Linked DNA regions of Mus musculus: all the other regions are linked to region 1. The links are chromatin contacts, called in public promoter capture Hi-C maps. All regions are on one chromosome and are shown on one strand. Each heading gives the region's core, a stretch centred on a gene start, on an enhancer-like site or on the middle of the called end of the contact. The rest is flanking DNA. Distances are from core to core; before and after follow the strand shown. Region 1 holds the start of Borcs5 (BLOC-1 related complex subunit 5). Region 2 holds the start of Art4 (ADP-ribosyltransferase 4). Region 3 holds the start of H4f16 (H4 histone 16).

Region 1 (5,084 bases), core at 1,605-4,104:
AGGCCAGTCTGGTCTACAGAGTGAATTCCTGAGCAGCCAGAGCTGCATAGTGAGGGGGAAAAACACCAATAAATAAAACTATGCAAACAAAAGACTATGTGGGGGGGTGTAACTCAGCTAGACATAAACTGGACATGGTAGCCCACATCTATAGGAGGTACATACAGGTAAATCCAAACTTCAATAACAGGGGTTGGAGATACGGTTCACCAGCAACCAGAGCACTGGCTGCTCTTCCAGAAGACCTAGTTCAATTCCTAGCAGCCACATGTTGGTTCAAAACCATTGGTAACTCCAGTTCTAGTCTATCCAGTGCCCTCTTCTGGCCTTCGCAAACACTACATATATGTGGTGCAAAGCCATGATGCGGAGACAAAACACCTAGACATATAATAATAACTTTTTGTTAAAAAAAAAATTGAACGACCGTCTTGGGAGTATAGATCTATCTAGACTACATAAAGCATTGTCTGAAAGGAAGAAAAAATAGTTTTACATAACCAAATGCAGTGATTTTTCTAGTGGGGGCTGGCACAGAAAGATTATGGGGAACTTCTAACTTGTTTTTCCCTCCTTGTGGTACTGAAGATTGTACCTCTCACATACCAGGCAAGTGTCCTACCACTGAGCTATAGAGCCCTAGCCCAAAACATCTATTTTTCTCTTTTCATATATAGAATGCAAAACCCTCAAACATAACAGAAACATATAAGATGTATGAATGTCTTTCATAATCACACATTTTATCACTCAACATGCAAATCATAAGTAGGTATTTTTTTTAAAGTCTCCTTTTTAATTGTTCTGATCTGTATGTAGTTTACAGATTTGCCTAAGGTAAAACAGATTTAGGAAAGGCACTGAGGGTCTCTTGGTACAAAAGTTCTTCATAGTGTCACAGAATGCAAAGGTGCCTCTCTAGCCTATCAGAGCCAGCCAGGTGTGGAGAAAAGAGCCAAAATCTCTGGTTCCAATCCCAACTTATAAGTCTATACCTAAGGCTTCAGGGAGCTTGGTGCAGCATTTGTGCACGGAGGACAGAAACCATCAATAGGAACCATTCAGAAAATGGGAGCATTGCTTCCGGGGCATGTCAATGTAAACCTACAAGGAGTCTCTAGAACAAGATATCCTCTTACCCAAATAATTTCCTGGCTGGAACAAGAATGAATCCCTAAGCTGTCTTATTCTTGAAAGTTCTGGTAAACAGTAAACACACTCAGGCCCATCCGTCTGTCCTGAGGATAAATACCACAGAACTACTCCATCTTCCAGGAGCGAGCTTCTCCTGGTGCCTCACCGTGCTGGGGTGGGAGTGGGGGACAGATGACAACAACGATGGACCTCTGCCGCTTTTATTGCTTTTTCAGGAAAAGTTTATCTTGGCTTTGTCATTTATCTGACACTTTACAAAAGCAGTACCAGTCTTTTCTGCAACAAATTACACGATTCCTCCAGACTCAAAGGAAAAGGGACTTCAAAGCAGTTAGGCATTATTTATGCATAAAATTGGTAAAGATGTGGGCAAAAATGGGTATACTATAAACATTATCCTGGCACGGGATGTGTACGTTCTATCAGAAATGAGCCTATGCTCATTTCTATGGTTCCCGGATGAGCAACTGTCTGATAGGATGCTACACTACTTCCCCTAAAGTGTGCTTCTGGCCTGATACAGAAAAAAAAAAAGTATGAGATGAGCCATTTTTGCGGGTTTCTTAAAAACAGACGTGATACTCTAGGCCTTCCAAGGAATGAAAACATAACAAAGCTAGTAGCTGCAAGCCCCTGACTGCAGGTCTTGAAGGAACGCCCTTCAGCATGAATCATCTGTTAGCTTCCACATTTCTAAGTTGCAAAGATTACCAAGTAGAGAGCCACTCTGAGACTCTTTGGCTATGAGAGAGTTTAACTAATTAGGCTTGTAACCCTTGAGCCTATCGAGGGCCCTCTCAGAGGTTACCTAAGTAACAACAAAAGGACCAAATGGTTTTCAATTGCCAGCTGTTTTATTGAGCACTTACTACAGGTACAGGACAAAACCCTTCCAAATCCTACCCCAAATGCTAAGAGACGTCTAAAAAATGTGAACAGAAGATACACGAGAGACTGCCTGCCACCTGGCCAACTTATTTTTAAAATTATTAAAACAAAACAAAACAAAAAACCGATACCTGAGTGGCCAGAGAGCGGTGCCTGGAAATATTTGCACCCAAACACTGAGAGTGACCGCCCAGTGCTCACAGGACCCTTCTGAAAAGGTTCCTCGACACCCCGATTTTCAGAAAACCTGATCTTGGAGGACTCGGGTATGATCGATCCAGTGTGACCCAAGTCTCCACGTCAGTGTGGAGTCCAGGAACCGAACACTAAGTAGGTCGTCTTTTAGAAATTAGAGTGAAGCCGGGCAAGCCGGTTTAGGGGACTAGGACTGGGGCGGGAGGCCACGCTTTTTTTGTGTTAGGGAACACAGAGGGCCTGCACCGGGGCGGTCGGCTTCGCCAGCAACACCGGTGCGGGGAGGTGAGGCACCGACCTGAGGCGTTCAGATCGCCGGGGCGGCTCTCGGCCTCCGCGCTCTGCTCGCTGCCCATGGCCCCTGCAGCGGAGGGACACCGGGGCAGAGGCTAGGGAGAGCGGGGAGACCCCGCTGGGCCACAGACACTTGGAGAGGCGCCGCTGGAAAGCACGCCGCTCGCGTTGACAGGAGGCTCGGGACGCCGGCAGGGCTGCAGCCGCGACCGGCGGGCGGCGCTGCTGTCATTCACTGGCTCGGTGGCTTCAGCTCGCTCCTTCCGGGACGCCGATTGGCCGGGCCGGCAATGCGCGGCCTTCAGTTCCGGGTTTGGAGGTCCCGCCTCCAAACCCGAGGGGTGGGGCGGGGCAAGAGACGCGCGCTGGAGGCTGGGGCGGCGCTGCCTTAAAGGGCTAGGCTTCCCCAAGGCCAAAGATGTCCAAAAGATAAAGCCTTTTCCTACCCCCGAAGACACATTAATTACCTTTGAGCAACACATATTAAGAACCATAATGCTGGGGCTGGAGAGATGGCTCAACGGTTAAGAGCACTGACTGCTCTTCCGAAAGTCCTGAGTTCAATTCCCAGCGACCAAATGGTGGCTCACAACCATCTGTAATGGGATCTGATGCCCTCTTCTGGTGCGTTTGAAGACAGCTGTAGTGTACTCATATACATAAAAATCAATTAATAAATAAATCTTTTTAAAAAAAAAAAAAAAGAACTGTAATGCTGGTTATCTTCAAACGACTTTACAGAATGGTCTGGGTTTTTGTTTTTGAGATAGAAGTTCACTCTGTATGACCCTGGTGACCTCGAATTCTCGATCCTGGCTCAATCAACAGAAGTGCTGGGTTACAGGGTAAACCACCACCATGTCAGGCAAAAATCGGTATTTTTACACCTATTTTACCAATGAGGAAGAAAGGTAGTCTGTAGCCCTCAAATTTCAATTCACACTAGTACAGAAGCAGAGTTCTTTTCTAAACTTTGAAAGCAGGGAGTTTTGTAGTAGGAGGCCATACAGGAAATGCCAAGACTGTGTGTGTGTGTGTTTTAAGGAGTTAGAAATAAGTAAGAAATTGTTAGAATATGCTGTTTTATTGACAGATCACTATGGAACTACCAGAAGCCAGGAAGATAAACAGCTAATACAAAAAAAGGAAACTGCTTATCTGAGCCAATCTCATATAGATGGGTAGTAACCCAATGCCTTATAGGGATTCTCTCATCTGTTTCAAGATATTACAAGCAGCTTGGCTTTATGATGTATGCCTGTGTTGCTAAAATTCCTTCCTTGGGGGAGATATAAATACATCTATACCCTTCTACAGTCTCAACTACCACCGAAGTTCAATCCCTTTAAAATATCTAATATCTTGAAATTCAAAGTCTTTTTACAATTCAGTCTCCTATCTGTGGGCTCCACTAAAATACTTTCATACTTCAAGAGGGAAAAATACCAGGGCATAGTCACAATCAAAAGCAAAATCAAACTCTGACTATCCAATGTCTGGGATCCACTCTCGATGCTCTGGGCTCCTCCAAGGGCTTGTGTTACTTCTCCAGCTCAGCCCTTTGTAGCACCCACCTTGTTTTCTAGGCTCCAGATGCCTGTACACCAGTGTTGCTGTTCTCAGTGGTACTGGCATCTCCAAAACACTGCTGTTTTCTGCTACAACTGGACTGCACTTTCACTCTCATAGGCTCTTTTCATGGTGCTAAGCTTCAACTTCTCTGCATGACCCCTTTAGTCCTGGGCCTTCAACTGCCACTGTGGCTGCACCTTCACCAGTGACCTCTCCTGGCCTCTCACAGAGCCAAGCATCAGCTGCTACCCCTTCATGTTTCAAAACCAGTACCACCTGGGTGACTCTTATACATTACCAAGTATGGGTCCTACATGAGGCACAACTGTGGTTGTCTCCAGAACACAGCTTCTGTGCTCTCAGAAAACACCTTCCAGAAGATGTCACCTCAGTGATGCTGGCCTCTTCTTTATCACCGCTAATTTCGTAGCTCCAGCTAACCAGCATCAATTGCCCCAGTAATGCAAAGGTTTCGCTTTAGTAGTCCTGGTATCTTGTTAACCACAGCTGATCCTTCAGCTCCAGCTAACCAAAACCACAGAATCTTCACAATCAAAGTAGCAACAGCCCTGGTAAGATTCTTTAATATCGCTGGGCATTGGTGGCACATGCCTTTAATCCCAGCACTTGGGAGGTAGAGGCAGGCAGATTTCTGAGTTCGAGGCCAGCCTGGTCTACAGAGTGAGTTCCAGGACAGCTAGGACTACACAGAGAAACCCTGTCTTGAAAAAACAAACAAACAAACAAACAATAAAAGATTCTTTAATATCCCTCTGAAGTTTCACAAGCCAGGCCTCCATTTTCTGCACTGTTCTCAACATTATCTTCCAAGCTCCTACACAACATCCCACAGAGCTCTTAAAAACCAATGCTCTTCTAGCTCAAAGTTCCAAAGTTCTTCCACAGTCCTCCCCAAAACATGGTCAGGTTGTCACAGGAATACCCCACTATGCTGGTACCTGTTGGGAGCGACCGTGTTT
Region 2 (5,084 bases), core at 1,534-4,033, 2.2 Mb before region 1:
TTCTCTCGATTATGTCTTCAAGCATACAGAAAACACACTCAGGCTCGTGCTGCAAGCATGTCCGAGAGTTAGCAACGATAGTCCAAAACGGAACATTAAAGGGAAGGCACTCAGTGGTCCCTTAGCAGGAGCACCTAATGAAAGACTATTATACAACCGCAAAACCTAAGTCCTGCATGTCGGCCTCAAGGGCATTACGCTGAGTGGGGAAAGGTTAAAAAACATCAACACCCTGTGTGCTTTGTTTATCCAATATCCTTCAAGTGACAAATCTGCAGGGGCAATGGGAAAACAGTTATTTCTAGAGATTAGGGGTGGCAGGGAGGAGAGAGAAGCCATGACTCCTAGAGGTCACAAGGTCACGATTAGGTTTATGTAGTGATATGTAGTTTTCCATTTTTCTTATATTTTATTTATTTGTCTATTTATTTGTGTGTGAGAGAGAGGGTGTTCTGCCTGCTTGCAAGTCTACGCAGCACATGTGTACCTTTTGTCTGTGGAGACTGGATGAGGATATAAGACCCCCTGTAGCTGGAGTTACAGTTCACTGTGAGCTGCCGTGTGGGTGCTGGGAGTCAAACCCAGCTCCTCTGTGAGGGTGGCAAACCGTCTTACCCACTGAGCCATCTCTCCAGCCCCTGGATTTACATCTTTATAGTGGCCGAGTGCGTCTCCTAAAGGCTCTGCAAGTGATGAAAGGCGACAGACGTGCACACGTTCCATTCCACCAGAATCTGTCTCCTGGCTGTCATACTGTGTCATGGTTCATGAGACACAGCTACAGGAAAGAACTGTGTGTGGCAGAGCACACAGGCTTCACTGTGCCGGGTCAAATCCATGGCCAGTTCAAATTGCTGTTAGGTTAAAGGTAAGTTTAAGACTTACAGAGCCGCTGGCTGTGGCGACAAACACCTTTAATCAGAGCACTCAGGGAGCAGGGGCAGCATATCTCTGTAACACTGAGGCCAGTCTACACAAACTGTTCCAGGCTAGCCAAGGCTACAGAGTTAGACTCGGTCACAAAGAAGGGGGGAGGGAGGAAGAAGAAAAGAAGGGAAGAAAGAGAAAAATGAACCACAGAGTAAAATCTTATTTAAAAGCCATTTTTAAAGTCCATTAAGAAACTGGCTGAGTTTCACCTCCTCGCGGTACATTCTCTATGCTTGCCCTTGCCTAATCCTCGCTAGTTCCGATGTCTCCACCTATGCACCTATTCTGATCCTGAGCAGCTAGTCAATTTTGTCAAGTATTAGGTATTAGTGGGAAACAGTAAACATGGCTTTATCTTAAGTTTGGAGCTCTTGAGCACATCTGTAATCCCAGCACTCCTGAGACAGGGACAGAGAATCAAGAATTCAAGGCAAGTTCGAGCTACACACACACACACACACACACACACACACACACACACACACACACACATTAATAGTAAATGTTACAGTGCTGGCTGCTGATGCAGCTGCATTGGTCGAGTGCTTGTCTAGCATAAAGGCCTGGCAGTCTGACCCCCCAGTACCATAGAAACAGGTTATGATGGCTTACCCCTGCTATTCCAGTACCCAGGAGATAGAGACAGAGGATCAAAGATTGAGTGTCAGCCTCAGTTCCATATTGAGTTCAAAACCAGCCTCGGATATATGAGACACTATCTTGAAAAAAACCCTTGAAAAATTAATCATTAGGGCTGGAAAGACGGCTCTGCTGGGAAGGCACTGGCCATGCAGCTCACAGGAACTCATCAGGCAGAGCAACAACAGAACAAACGCAGCACGCGCCTGCAGTCCTAGTATGGGGACGCAGACACGGGGCTTCTCAATCCACTACCAAATCTGTGAGCTCCAGGTTCACTGAAAGCCCGGATCAAAAACTAAGGTGGAGAGTGAGGGGTAGGAAGACACTCAAGTTGAACACACACACAAGCACACACACACACACACACACTTGTGAGAAACAAACAAATAAATAAATAAAACATTAATGGGAAACAAACAGTATACAAAGTCTTGTGATTTCACTTCTGCTCTGTGTGTGTGTGTGTGTGTGTGTGTGTGTGTGTGTGTGTGTGTTGTGGGTATAAAGCCAAAATGTAAATCAAAATAGTGGCTTTCTCCAAGCAATCATTTTGAATAATTAGCGTTCCTTCTTTTATGCTTCTATGACTTGGGAAACTTCAGACAGACCAATATTTAACGTGGTAAAAAGAAAGCAGGACCACAATTCCCAAGAACGGAATTTGGTTCTTGTCACAGTTAGATAAGAGGCAGGGAACATAAACAACGTCTGCGAGCCAGCAGACTCTGAAAGGTCGGGAGTAGTGGAAGGACAGCCAGACTTGAGCAGGAAATGTGGTTAACAGTGGAAAGTCGGACTTAACTCCTGCCTGCGGGCCTCATTGCAGATTACAATAGATAGAAAACCTGAAGCTCTCAAAAGAAATAAACATTCAAAGCTGTGACTCCAACAGCCCCCGTCTCTGAACGGGGATGTTTCAAACACACCGTGGAGAGGCAGCAAAGAACACACAACATTAAAAGCCTGTGCTGCTGGAGGGCAATCATTCCAGGGCAGGGCTATCAGCACTGCCAGATGAGCCTGACACAGGTCCACCTTAAGATCGCATCTCCCCAGCTGCGCTTCATGTGCCACTGCAGTGGCTCACAGGGAAAGCCTGGGGCTGCAGATAATGGGACTTGGCCCGAGTACTCCTGGAGCATGCCTTTTCTTGTCGATCTGGGAAAGGCAAGGCTGAACTGCACAGCCTGACCCTGAACAGACCCTTGGCATTCCCCTGCATGCCGACTAGACAGAGAGACGGTTTTTGCCTTCTTTACACTGAAAACCATTCTGTGCCGCGCACATCTGGCCCTTTCGCGGAGACTTCAACACTGCAAAGGCGCTAGACTTCTACCTTGGAGGAAACTGTCGGTTGTTGAGGTTGTTGATATTCAACAGAAGTCACAGTTGCGGCAGGAGCAGAACCTCAGACACAGCCGGAAAAGAAAATGCCAAAGGAGGACTCTAGAGCGTATTCTGGGACGAGGCTTTCAGAATAAAGAAGTGTTGCTGACACAAACCACCAAGCTGCCCACTGACCAGTAGATCTAAGAGAACGTGTCTACCAAGTGCTACAGACAGGAGGATGGCGCTGTGGCTTCCAGGAGGGCAGCTCACCCTGCTGCTACTGCTCTGGGTCCAGCAGACACCCGCGGGGAGCACTGAGGTAGGGGCTATCGAAAAGTTGGTCTCTCATGATCAACGATGCACCAACAGGCTATTCACCTGGGGGCCACCTAATTGCTAAGAACTTAGCCACTGGCAATCTAAGAATAAACAATGTTAGTAAAGAGTGACAGGGAAAATTGCTATAAAAATTAAAAATTTTTAAGTCATAAATCTGGCATAATTGATGTGAGTGCCATTGAGTTATTTTCCCGATTCTTTTAAGTATTAAAGCAATGATTCCACCGGGGCAATAATGTAGACTAACCTGTTTAACTCAAAACCGCTTTATACAGATAGCACACATTTGGAGTATCCTAATTTTAAATATCTATAAACTAAAAATAAGCTAATGATAATGGGTGACACAGGAAACATTTGAGATCTGGAGACATGTTAAAAATGTGTCAGAGTTCATTTTGATATTTGACAGAATGTGATTCTTGGCTTGGATTAATGGAAGCTTGTTTTAAAATCTGGTGCACTGGTTCACATCATCCAATCAGTCTGTAAAATTGACTCTAGATTGTATGTAACTAGACAGCATGACATCATAAATCACACGGTTAAAATACCAAACCGTGTGTTCTCTAGCTCCGCCCCCAACAACGCTGGCCTTGGGCAGAATCTTGCCTTTTGGTGAGTGCTGCTCATGAGAAAAGCATCGTTGTTTTGCCCAGAAATGGTTGAGTGTAGGTGATGCTGATACAGTTCTCACTAACGAGCTGACCGAAGCCAGGGAGCCTCCTTTCGGCACCCTCTAGACAACATTCAACTGTTTCCCCACCTCCAAGAGGGGTGTACTTTCCAGCCCCTCGCTCACCAAGAGGAGGTGCTCCCAGGCACGGCCCCACTGCTCCCCTGAAACGCTGTTTCTCGAGCTTTGGAAGCGCAGCTGCATGCACGGGTTCTGCCCTGCTCTCCACCCTGGAGCCTGGCTAGTCTTATGTCTGTGGCATAAGTGCTTCTCCCCCAAGACAAGCTGTTACCTGAGAGGTCTCAGTCCTGCACTGCCAGTAGCTGGAGAGACAAGTCTGACAGGCTCTGGAATTTACTCTTAGTCCAACTTTCCACCAGATCCAGAGGTGTGTGTGCACCCGGGGGCTAATTGAGGAAGAAGGTGACACTTCAGCTTCCTTGTTTGCTTTAGGTTTTTTCCCCTCCTTTTTGTCCTAGAATCTAAGTCAGCAAGAAGGTTTTTATTTACAGAAGTCTCTCTTGGAAAACCTAACGCTAGATGTACGATAGGGTGGCTGGAAAGATGGCTTGGTGGTTAACGGGGCTTGATGCACAAGGGTGAGGACCTGAGTTCGGGTCCCCAGAATGCACATAAAACCCAGGAGTGGAGGAATGCACATCTGGAAGCCTAGCTTGGGCAGTGAGAAAAAGTTGCAGAGACGGGCCGATCCCTGTTGCTCCAGAGATCACTAGCCAACCACTCAGCTAAACTGCAAAGCTCTTGGCTTAGGGCATGACCTTGTCTCAAAAAATAAAGTGGAGAGTAATGGAGCAAGACCTATGTCATTGACCTCTGGCTTCTCTGTGCATGCACACACATAGCAAAATGTACAGTTAAAATTATATGTATGAATATAAGCTTGCTTTAGTTTTAGTTTGGTTAGGCTGAGACAGAGCCCCCCATTGCAATGCAGGCCAGCCTTGAACTCACAAGCCTTCTCAGACTCACAGCACCTCTTGTATTTCGGCCTTCTAAGGACGATAAGCATAAGCCACCCCCCCCCCCAGCTCTGAGCATGCTTTATGACATGCATGAGAGAATAGGAGGAGGAAGAAACTGAAGAAGTGGAAAGTAGATAAACCAGAAGGTTAGTGCTTTATTGTCAACAGACTCAAATATGGAAACA
Region 3 (5,084 bases), core at 1,756-4,255, 2.2 Mb before region 1:
AGCATGGGCCGCACCCCCTCTACCCCCTACGTGCACAATAACGCTCCTCCACCAAACGTCCCCGGCTTTTTTTTTTTTTTTTTAAATAAAATACAACAGTAAGCAGACTATGGTGTTCAGTGCCTATAAACCCAGCTGATGCAGGAGTATGGAGAACTTGAATTGAGCCTGGCCTAAGAGAGAAACTACCTGGAAACAATCAAAAACCGGAAGCCCAGAGAAGAGCACCTCTGTTCCCTCATACCATACTCATGGAAATTAGTCTCCAGTATAGCCAGGGGCGACTTTCAAATCTGACTATCTGACTCCAGGGTCTGTGCTTGTGAGTGCCACAGCAATTCCGGCTCAGCCATAGCTCCTTGGCTGAATTCTGCCCTCCTAGAACGAGCTTTCGTCATCTGCTCCTTGACACACCCACCTGGAGAGCTAGCTGCAAAAGAAGCTTTGTAGGTTTTCTATTTGTTTTAGTTTTTGAGACTTTTCTTCCTGTAGCCCTGGCAGCCGTGGAACTCACTATAAAAACCAGGCTGGCCTTCAACTCAGAGATCTGCCTGCCTCCCTAATGCTGGGATTAAAGTTGTGTGCAGCCACCAGCCTGGGACAAAAGCTGGTTCTTTGGCCTGTCCTACCTATACCACATGAGGCTGGTCTTTGGACACTGTTGCTGCTCCTGGGGACAGTCCCTTCCTTCTCAGGGCCTCGAGGCCATAGTCACAGACTAGGCAGGAATGCAGTCCTTGTGGATAGCATGGATGAATCTGATAGGATATTAACATTACGTGGCTCTGGGGCTGTGTATGAGCCGGAGAAGAACCACTGGATTCCAGAGGGGAGGACCCTTCGCCTCTGCCTGCCTGCCTGCTGGAGGTTGTCACTTGGTGCTCCATCGAGACTTTAGATTACTCTTAGGCCAAGACACTGGAAACAGAATCCCTCAACTTGTTCTTATGATTCATATGATAGGCCCTTGACATTTGAAACAAACTAAAGTGTTTTTCTTCCACTGTTTCACTCCGGTACTTCAGTTTACTGCATTTCTGAAATTACACAACTAAGTAATGTCAAACGCTGATTAAATGTCATGTAGGTTTTTTTGTATCCATTTAATTAAAATATCATAAATTTACCCTCTCCTTAGTCTAATTGCGATTTTATTTAAATAAACTCCACAGAACCAAGTGAAGTGGGGCCTGTCTGTGATCTTAGTATAAAGGAGGCGTGGACAGGAGAGTCAAGATTGTCCATCGAAGATTGTCCATCGTTAGCTACAGAGAGAGTTCCCACCTAGCCTGAGCTACATAGGATCCTGTCCCAAGATACAAAATATTAAACACACACAGAGAAAAACCAACCCCATGTACTTCTATCTATGTACATCTTTATTTCCTAGCACAGTAATGAGCTAACCAGGAGCTGGGGTCCCCCATACACCTTTGGATCTGAACAATATACTCCACCATCAAGGAGGTATCCCGGAGCCAACTTCCTCAGAATCCTGGCTGTACCACCTAACAGCTGACTTTCATATACTATCTAATGCTCCTAAGCATTCGATAGGTTATATATTCTAAGTCAATGTGTATGGAAACCTCTGGTGCAGTTTTGGGGAAGAAAGCTCTAGAATATCTTCTGTAAACCATCTTAAATGTATGTTTATGGAAAGGTCTCTTTGCTTTCTTTTTGCTTTTCTCTCTTTTTTTTGTGTGTGTTGTTGTTGATTGTTTGTTTGTTTGTTGACACACAGTTTTACAAATTTGAATAAGTATTCTGGCAGCAGCTTTCATTTTGGTAAGAATTCTGAAGAGCAAGGGATTTAAAATCATGAGGTAAAATTCAATGATTAAGGCTTCTTCCCCCTCCAGCTATCCTAGAGCTCAATCTCTAAGAGACAGGGAGGGGACAAACAAATGAAATGCTGTTTGAGTTGTGGAACTAATGGGAATTGTAAAGTACTACAAACTAAACGCATTTATCCTGCTGCCTTTTTCTTTTTTTTTAAGATTTATTTATTTATTATATGTAAGTACACTGTAGCTATCTTCAGACACACCAGAAGAGGGCATCAGTTCTCATTACAGGTGGTTGTGAGCCACCATGTGGTTGCTGGAATTTGAACTCAGGACCTTCAGAAGAGCAGTCAGTGCTCTTCACCACTGAGCCATCTCTCCAGCCCAAAACCTGCTGTCTTTAAAAACGAAACAAACTTAAGGACAGTCCTGTTATTCGGAGTCATGCTTTTGACTTCTGGTACTTTACAAGCTATTTGAGTGGGGAGGAGGGGAAATGTATTTGAGTCTGTCTAGCCTAGGCTGGCCCCAGCTCTTGGCAATCCTGCCTCAGCCTCCGGAGAGCCTAAATTACAGATGTGAGTCACCAGGTCTCTTTTAAACGCAAGCAACAAGGACCTCGGATCTAAATGACAAGTTACAATAGTTCAGCTAAGTAACTATAGGAACAATTGGCTGAAAAGCGAATACCAATGTGTTTGCAATGCAGGAGCAGAAAATCCATACACTGCAGAAACAGTTGAAACCAAATAGGAAGTGGGAACTAGCATAATTTTCTTATCGTGGCCACAAAAGAAAGGCACTAAAACACTTCTATCCCCTCAAAAGACTCTCTCGTGAAAATGTAAACTGCTTCGGTATAAGACCTAGTAAGCTAGATTTCTATTGCTAGCTTCTTTTCATTTTCACATTAAAGTTGTGTAAAAACAAGCATGCTGCTTAGAAAATACCGAATCAGCGTGCACTGAAGATAACAAGCATGATGCGCCGTTTTTATTTGTGCTAAAAAAAAAAAAGAGGAGAAATAGATTGTTACCTTATATTATTTAAACTTTCAAATGTGCTAGGGTTCCTGGAATTTGGAGAGGGAACCGAAAGGGTTTTATGGTTCTTGGGAGACAGCAGAGCACAAAGAGCCAGGGGGTGGAGTCTAGAGCTCCGCCCACTCCTTGCTGTTTTCAATCAGGTCCGCTCCCAGGAAATATAAGCTCTTGCTCGGCGGCGGATTACTGTAGTTTCTCCTGTCTCTTTATTAGGTTGTTTACTAATATGTCAGGACGAGGAAAAGGCGGCAAGGGTCTGGGGAAAGGTGGCGCCAAGCGACACCGCAAGGTTCTCCGCGACAACATCCAGGGCATTACCAAGCCCGCTATCCGGCGGTTGGCTCGGCGTGGCGGCGTGAAGCGCATCTCGGGTCTCATCTACGAGGAGACTCGCGGTGTCCTCAAGGTTTTCCTTGAGAATGTGATCCGCGACGCCGTCACCTACACCGAGCACGCCAAGCGCAAGACGGTTACGGCTATGGACGTGGTGTACGCGCTCAAGCGCCAGGGCCGCACTCTGTACGGCTTCGGCGGCTAAGCGAGCCCTCCTGTGCCTAGGCCGTTCCCTTGGCCGGCTTCCCCCATCCACAAAGGCCCTTTTCAGGGCCCACAAAGCATCAGAAAGGAGCTGTGGACATTTGTAGTTCTCACTAGTTATGAGCGTCTCATTACTTTTTGTATTTGGTATGCTTTGTCTTGTATGCAAATTGAGCTGCCTGGGTGCACTTTTTCATTGGAGGACTTGGGCTGGTGGCCCCGCCTACCGCCTGGGACCTGCTCAGAATGCTTGCGGAGTGGTCTGCGTGAATGAGTTTTTTTAGGTGTCTGTTGAGTTGACAGCCCCAGAGTGCTAGGGTGCAGCCTCTGCGGACGCTCTAAAAAGGGGAAAAAAGCTCCTGTAGAGACAGTGGACCTGAATGAGGGCAGGTGTGGAGGCTTGGAACCCCACAATAAAGTCACCCTGTAGCTTAAACTTGGCTTTCTCAGCTGTAGCTGTTTCTCTGCCTTAAGCACGTGGGTTTGGGGGAAGAGGAGCACTCGGATGTCTACCATTTAGTTCAGGCTGGTATAAGTCTTTCGGTGGTCCTTCTGTTTCAGCTTCCACAGACCATATGTGTCTCATTTAAGTCTTCAGAGTAGGTTAGTCACAGCCCTTGCTGCTCCTTCAAAGTACTTGTATTCGATGCTCCATACCCAGATGGGTTTAACTCTGGATCCAGGAAGTCGCTTCCTTAGGCCCCTGGACTCAGGTCTGCTTACCGGCTTTCTGTACACATTACTCAAAACGGTAGTTTTGTTTTTCAGATCTCTAGGTTTTTACATCTGATGTTTACGGGTCTTCTCACTGGCTGAAGAAATAGGAGACTGTTCCTACAGTTCCTGGAGCAGGAACCTGGCATTTCATTAAGATATGGTTATCTCGTGTTCAATGCTTTCTGTGTGGCAGAAACTTGGTGCGGTCTTTCAGCAGATTTATTTTAAGTGTTGATAGTGAGTACAGCTGTGGATGAGACAACGAAGGCTAAAATTTTGGAGCCTAGATTTGAACTCTGCTCTGTGCGATTTTACACAACCTCGTTTTATGTGCCACTGGTGTTTTTGTTTGTTTGTTTGTTTTGTTTTGTTTTGTTTTTTGTTTTTGCGAGAGTCTTCTCTGCCCCTGTGGGCTGACACTTCACTTCTAGAGTCTGAGCATACATAACACTGATACCATTAGTCTAGTGAACTCATTTTCTTAAAGCAAGTGAAAAATGAGATGTTTATTTTTCTGTCTTGAGAAATATTTCAGTTACAGTTATATGGTTTTTATTTTCTTATAAAGTCACATGTTCTATCAAACTATGAAACACAAAATGTAATAATAATGATTATCACCCCTCTTTTAATCTGAGTTTTGATTATTTGAGATAATCAAACATCTATAACTATTACTAGCAAAAAGAAATGAAACAAAAAAATGAAACTTAAATATCATTTATTATTACACAAATAACAACAGCAACAAAAGTATTTGTGCATTCACTGTGGAAATCATTTCTCTCAAAAGGCTTAAATTAGAAACTGCCATGTCACCTGCCCGGATGGAAAGTTACTTAGTGGTAAGAAAAACAGAAATCTTACACTGACAAGATGATGGACGGGACAGAAATCACTATATTAAGCAAAATTGTGTGGGAAGCCGCCCTCACATTTGCCATTATAAGATGGCGCTGACAGCTGTGTTCTAAGTGGTAAACATAATCTGCACACGTGC

The links. Promoter capture Hi-C pulls out the DNA fragments that hold promoters and counts their contacts. Capture Hi-C pulls out chosen DNA fragments and counts their contacts.
Region 2: a promoter capture Hi-C map of pre-B cells shows a contact between it and region 1, with 2.4 times the contacts expected there. The contact joins the promoter of Art4 here to the promoter of Borcs5 in region 1.
Region 3: a contact with region 1 is called in a promoter capture Hi-C map of adipose tissue, with 2.7 times the contacts expected there. The contact joins the promoter of H4f16 here to the promoter of Borcs5 in region 1. A contact is called at or near these places in 1 of 39 promoter capture datasets (pre-B cells) and 1 of 9 other capture datasets (adipose tissue).

The regions. Positions count from the first base shown.
Region 1 is chr6:134,638,710-134,643,793 of GRCm38.p6, reverse strand. It overlaps Borcs5 (BLOC-1 related complex subunit 5), which reads right to left and starts at 2,854. Exons shown (of 4, transcript NM_026371.3): 1 at 2,537-2,854. The coding sequence starts at 2,594.
Region 2 is chr6:136,855,299-136,860,382 of GRCm38.p6, reverse strand. It overlaps Art4 (ADP-ribosyltransferase 4), which reads left to right and starts at 2,783. Exons shown (of 3, transcript NM_026639.2): 1 at 2,783-3,220. The coding sequence starts at 3,140.
Region 3 is chr6:136,802,352-136,807,435 of GRCm38.p6, reverse strand. H4f16 (H4 histone 16) reads left to right here and starts at 3,005. Exons shown (of 1, transcript NM_175652.3): 1 at 3,005-3,443. The coding sequence starts at 3,057. The coding sequence ends at 3,368.